2 separate regions of the Gasterosteus aculeatus genome follow, and region 2 is linked to region 1. A link is a contact called in public Hi-C data. All regions are on one chromosome and are shown on one strand. Each heading gives the region's core, a stretch centred on a gene start, on an enhancer-like site or on the middle of the called end of the contact. The rest is flanking DNA. Distances are from core to core; before and after follow the strand shown.

What was found. A called contact is a pair of places that touch in the nucleus more often than the background predicts.
Region 2: a contact with region 1 is called in a Hi-C map of skeletal muscle, with 5 times the contacts expected there. The contact joins the promoter of LOC120823518 here to the enhancer-like site in region 1. A contact is called at or near these places in 4 of 6 Hi-C or Micro-C datasets (liver, skeletal muscle and whole body).

The regions. Positions count from the first base shown.
Region 1 is chr8:4,770,249-4,773,118 of fGasAcu3.hap1.1, reverse strand. LOC120823518 (pre-B-cell leukemia transcription factor 1) reads left to right here. Exons shown (of 8, transcript XM_040183566.2): 3 at 1,094-1,338; 4 at 2,256-2,446. Among protein-coding and RNA genes, the nearest start is that of med8, 22 kb to the right of the region's middle. Within about 2 kb of position 1,583, at least 2 of the 9 cell types and tissues checked have open chromatin away from gene starts, as enhancers often do.
Region 2 is chr8:4,808,117-4,811,090 of fGasAcu3.hap1.1, reverse strand. It overlaps LOC120823518 (pre-B-cell leukemia transcription factor 1), which reads left to right and starts at 1,444. Exons shown (of 8, transcript XM_040183566.2): 1 at 1,444-1,984; 2 at 2,523-2,596. The coding sequence starts at 1,797.

The DNA of each region.
Region 1 (2,870 bases), core at 334-2,833:
CTCCCTGCCTGTCCCTTCTCATTCGATGACAAGAAGGCACATGACGAATGGTAGCGTTTTAAACGGCTATCGGCACACGGAGGTGGATGGGGGGGGGCTGAAGTCACAGATCCACGGCTGGCGTTGGCGCTACCACCGGCCGCCGTAGAGGCGCTTTCGATATCCACACCGGGATCAATTTGCATCAGGACGCTCCACACAAAGGGAGGGCTTTCGTATTGGAACGGATGGTTCTCAGATGGAGGAGAGTCGGGGGGCTCGCAGTGTTTTCCACAGTAGAAAATGGAAGGTGGGACTTGAGATTTTTCAAGAATGGCATGGGAGACCTCTAGTGGAAGGCAGCGGTATCCATCTACTAAAAGAGCGAGGAACATTTTGTTCATCAAGTCCCCTGTGTTAATCAAATGCATCTTTATTATACACAAAGTAACAAGTGTACTTCGCAGTTTGAAATCTATTCATTTTATGACGAAAGAAAGACATTTTATTGGAAATTTCTTCTCAAAAGATGAAAAAAGATGCTTAAGAAAATACAAACAAACAGCAAGCCCTCTGGCAGCTATAGAGTACCATTACAAATATGCTGTGATGATAATAGTAACAATTACGGGTATAATTAAAAGGGGAGCTACAAAGAAAACAAGTGGATTGTGGATCCAGCGGCACTGAGAAAGCAGGAGTGAGTGAAAGACGTCCATGATTTCAAAAATTCTTTACGTAAATCTTAATAACTAAATACGTTGCGTCTAAGGCTGCCACTTGAGATTATTTTCATTTCACGTTTTGAATTAATCGATTCATTAATTAAGTCCAAGGTGACATCTTCTAATGTCTTGCTTTTTGGACTAATAATGATGAACAAGAGAGGAAGGCATCAGGAATGCTTGAGGAATCATTTTAATTGTTGGAGGGTTGGATGAAATCATTGATTAATCGTGCCAGCTCTAATTGAATGAGCCATTCGGTCAATATTGCCGGGTGAATAACAACGTCGTACCCACACGCTCTCCGGCTGACAGCTTGTTACGGCGCGGCGCGGCCCCGTAGGTGTGACCTTTCCCGACTGACCTCGGACCTTTTGCTCTCCCTGCAGTGCTGAGCATCCGCGGCGCCCAGGAGGAGGAGCCGCCGGATCCCCAGCTCATGCGCCTGGACAACATGCTGCTGGCAGAGGGCGTGTCCGGTCCGGAGAAAGGCGGCGGCTCGGCGGCGGCGGCGGCCGCGGCGGCGGCCTCGGGCGGGGTCGGGGCGGACAACTCCACGGAGCACTCCGACTACAGGGCGAAGCTGACCCAGATCAGACAGATCTACCACACAGAGCTGGAGAAGTACGAGCAGGTGAGGACATATAGTAGGAATAATACTGATAAATAATACTGATACCATTGATACCACTTCATCTCGCCATTTTTGAAGCGTTGCACCCGCCAGAACAACAGCAACATGACTTGAACATTCTAGACTCCATGAAGTCGAGGGCCTCCACAGCCGAACGGAGCCTACTTGTTCCGTAATGTTAGACCCCCTTCGCCAAATAAATCCCAAACAAAAAGATCTGCTTGAATGTTAAGTGTGCCCCTCTCAGTAGGTGATGTTTCTCAGCCCAGGATGGTCCAGCATGTGCACTACGTTGTGCCTTTCCAAGTATACTCCTCAATGTCTGTTGGACTCGGAGGATGGAGGGGGAGTCGGGAGGGGGGAGGATGGAGGGGGAGTGGGGAGGGGGGAGGGGGGAGGCTTTCCTTCATAAGCAGCGCATTTATAACAATGGCGTCGCTTTCGGATGCATGCGAGTGAGACAGATGAACACGCAGATAGACAGGCACACACACAAAGCCTGACACGGCTTAAACCCGGAGAGGGAGAGCGACGGGGGGAGAGGAAATAAAGAAGAGGAGACATTACGAGACGCCGAGTCGCAGTGTAATATGGTGGCAGATTCACGCCTGGTGTCACACGCGCTGGGTGAATGAAAAACGTTGTATTCGTCTCTCAGGGCGGCTGTGCTGTGAGAGGGGAACTGCCGTCATTGGTTCCTCTCAACAAACTGCCATCTCCACTTCTGTTGAATATGAAATATATCAGCGCTTACATTCCCCCTTTACTCTGTGAGAAAGCGCGCCCCAGATCTGCGACTTTTAAATACTGTGTGCCATTGCCTGTGTGTGTGTTTCTGCAGCGGTGAATAAGATATGCAAAGTCTTACGGCGTACTTCCATTGACACGTTCCCTGTGCGTGTGTGTCCTCTCCACAGGCGTGTAACGAGTTCACCACCCACGTGATGAACCTGCTGCGGGAGCAGTCGCGCACGCGGCCGATTTCGCCCAAGGAGATCGAGCGCATGGTGAACATCATCCACCGCAAGTTCAGCTCCATCCAGATGCAGCTCAAGCAGAGCACCTGCGAGGCCGTCATGATCCTGCGCTCCCGCTTCCTCGATGCCAGGTGGGCTTTTTCCTCCTCCCCGTGTACGCCGCCGCCCGTGCCGTTGCGTGCCAAAGCCGCAGTCAGAGGCGCAAACAACCTCGCTCTTCCTAACAAACGGTTGCAAATCGTCGCGCGCCTCCCCTGCTCGGCCTGATATCCATACGAACGGGCGACGTAGGAGGCCTATCGGGCTGTAAACATGCTGTAATTGCGGCGCGCCTGCCGTTCTGCTGCTTACACACACGCCCGCACGCAGCGGCCTGGTTTGCGTCTATGGATGCCATTTGGACCAGCATACCCAGCGACGCCGGCCAATAAGAGTTCACCGCGTGCTCCACAGCGCTAACTATTTCCCTTTTTTAATGTAATCGCTTGTTCCTCTTGATGCGCGCTTTGGATTTGCATACATTTCTCCGAGGATAAATGTCACTCAAAAGTCTGA
Region 2 (2,974 bases), core at 195-2,694, 38 kb before region 1:
ATAAACGTGTTATGATTGCATTTTTAACGAGAAATCAATGTTGACTTGTAAGAATACAATACAAACACTAACCCCCTCAAAAATCCAACATGGCGGAGAGACGTCCACTCAAGAATCCAACATGGTCCGCCATGTTGTTCACTCAAGGGGCGTGGTTAACCCCCGCCAGTTCCTATGTATTGTTACCAATTTGTATGTTCAAGATTTTCGTGTACATTTTTACGAACAGGTTTTGGAGATCACGTTGCCTAACCAGGAAATCCCCTGTTGCAAACCTAAAAAACGCTGAAATACATCTTGAAATCCAAGATGTGTCTTGGACTTGAACTTAAAGCCTTGACACATGAAACCCTCGTTTTAATAATCCGCATGCACTAAAAAAGCTGTAGCGCGCGTTAGGGTTTACATCCCTTTCCTCAGTCACACCCGGCTGATCATTTGCACAAGACTGTTCACAATTTAGTTCCACACTAGAGCACTTTTTTTAATGTTTGTTTCGTCGTCCTCCTCCTCTTCTCTTCCCTTCGAACGGCTCTCGGTGGCGGAGGGGAGCAGCGGCAGTGAGGCAGCACTGGGCCTGAAGGGCACTTTTCAGCCTGGCCAGACACACTCGGGCCTTGCTGCTTGGCTGCGCCACATGGGTCACCGCCTTACATTACGAGGGCCCTGCCAAAGTCAGCCAGGCGGAGCCCTGCAACATACCTGAAAACCAAGGAACAAAGTCGCTGCGACCAAACCAGCCTGTTTTACTGTGACAACGCGGCGTGACATCAGGAAATGAGATGTGAATATCATCTCAAGCATGAGGTGTATCAGCAGTGGATGGATTTTTCTAGCCATAGATATCCATTCGCATTGCCCGCCTTAATAATTATACCAAACGAAAAGCCCTGGCCGATAGGTTTGATTGGTGGGCCTCGTGTCTCGGCACTCCTGCGGGGCCCTTGGGTGCTCCCGCTGAGGTCACGAGGGGAGACTGAAGCAGACCTTATGTGTCAGCCACCGTTATTTATTTTGGAGTCCAGGCTCTATTCATCATCCCGCTGCCACTCCGAACCCTCTCCGCATCTCCCCCGGCCTCTCCCCCCTGCGTCCCGCCTCCTCAGCCCCGTGATCGACGCTTCGCGAGAGGCACCTCAAGGTGGGGCTAAACGGTCTTATATCCCCAATCATGTGGCGGGGGCGGAGTCCGACCCGCTCCTGCTGCCTGCTCAGCCCGTACTGTACATGACGGGAGGGGGGGCAATTAAACCCCCATTCTTATTTCTCACTAATATTTTTTTTGTCAAGGGGGGCAGGGGAGGGTAATTTAGCAGGAAGACCGGGGGGGTATCAGTGCGCCAGATTACAAGAAAACGTGCCCCATTCCGTGTCAGTAGTTGAAACCAGCAGCCTCCCCCAGCCCCCCCCCCCCCCCCCGCGACTCCCCCCTCCCTCTTTACGCACGCCGTACTCCAGTGGAGGAAACGGCAGTTCAGATCACATTTCACATTCAGCTCCGACCGGCTGAGAGAGAGACAGCCAGCGAGCAGAGGGGGAGCCGAGTCTCCGCTTTCCTCTCCGGTACCTTCGCCAGTGGAAGAAAATAATAACCATTTATATTCAAAAAGAAAAAAAAAAGACGCTCCGGCGGACGAACGAGCGTGCGCGCGCGCGCCGCGAGAACCCCCCAAAAACACCACCGGGATTTCTTTTTTCTTCTTCTTTGCTCATATGTGTTCCTGCAGGATTTTTTAGAGAGCCACAGAGAAATAGACAGACAAGAAGAAGAGGAGGAAGAAGAAGAAGAAGAAGAGATGGACGAGCAGACGAGGTTGATGCACTCGCACACGGGGGTGGGCATGGCGGGGCACCCCGGCCTGCCGCCGCATATGCAGGAGGGCACCGGAGGACCGGACGGCGACGGGAGGAAACAGGACATTGGAGACATTTTACAGCAAATCATGACCATCACGGACCAGAGTCTGGACGAAGCTCAGGCCAGGTAAAGACCGCGAACGCTCCCCGGGAATAAAAGGGGGATTAGAGACCGAGTGCGCGAGGTTGGACGCGCGAGTTTGCGCGTCCGTGTGCAAAGCGACGCGAGACGCACATTCGCCTCACCTTTCAATAAGAAAGTGCGCGAGAACGCGTGACAACGCGTCGCCCTGCTAAAGCGCTGAAACACAGCCGCGGTGCGTTCACGAGACGCCCGAAACATTAAAGCCAAAAACGTGTGTTTGCAATGTAATTACTGAGTTGTTGGTCGCGAGCCGATGCAACTTTATTACTCGCGATGCACTTTAAACCGACTGACGACGCCAGCTGTGCGCTTGTAATGTTTTACTTTATTGATAAAGTTGGTCAGAAAAAAAAAAAGAATTAATTATGATTTCATAGTCAGAGGAAAATTGACGAATTAACAGCTGCTGTTAATCAGTCTCAACGCAGTTGTATCATTTATGATTATATTATTTAGAGCATTTATCTAAAAGGTCTGTGGAATGCGTGTGTTGGAATCTGAAGCCACTTTTCTGTTTCAGGAAACACGCTCTCAACTGTCACAGAATGAAGCCTGCCCTTTTCAATGTCCTGTGTGAAATCAAAGAAAAAACAGGTACGTTCACGGTAGATCTGAGCAGGGGAGCCAAACACTGCACTGTTGTTGTTGTTGTTGTTGTTGTTGTTGTTATTGTTGTCCACACAATGTCCCCTAATGGAGCTCGGAGCTGGCAAAGCAGACACGGAGAGCCACCGGCTATTTAATCACCTACGTGTCCGTCCGGCCTCCGATTCACACAACAGAACCCTGATGTTTGGAGCGTCGCTCACAGCACAATTCACCGCATAAATTTCACTGACGTGTGTTTCCTCCTGCAGCTTCAAAGTCTGTGCGTTTTTTAACTCTTTCACAATAGGACCTGTGGACAATTACCCCGAGCAGTCCTTATCAATTACGGTGTCAGGGCATGAATAGGTTCTTTTTTTTTTGAGG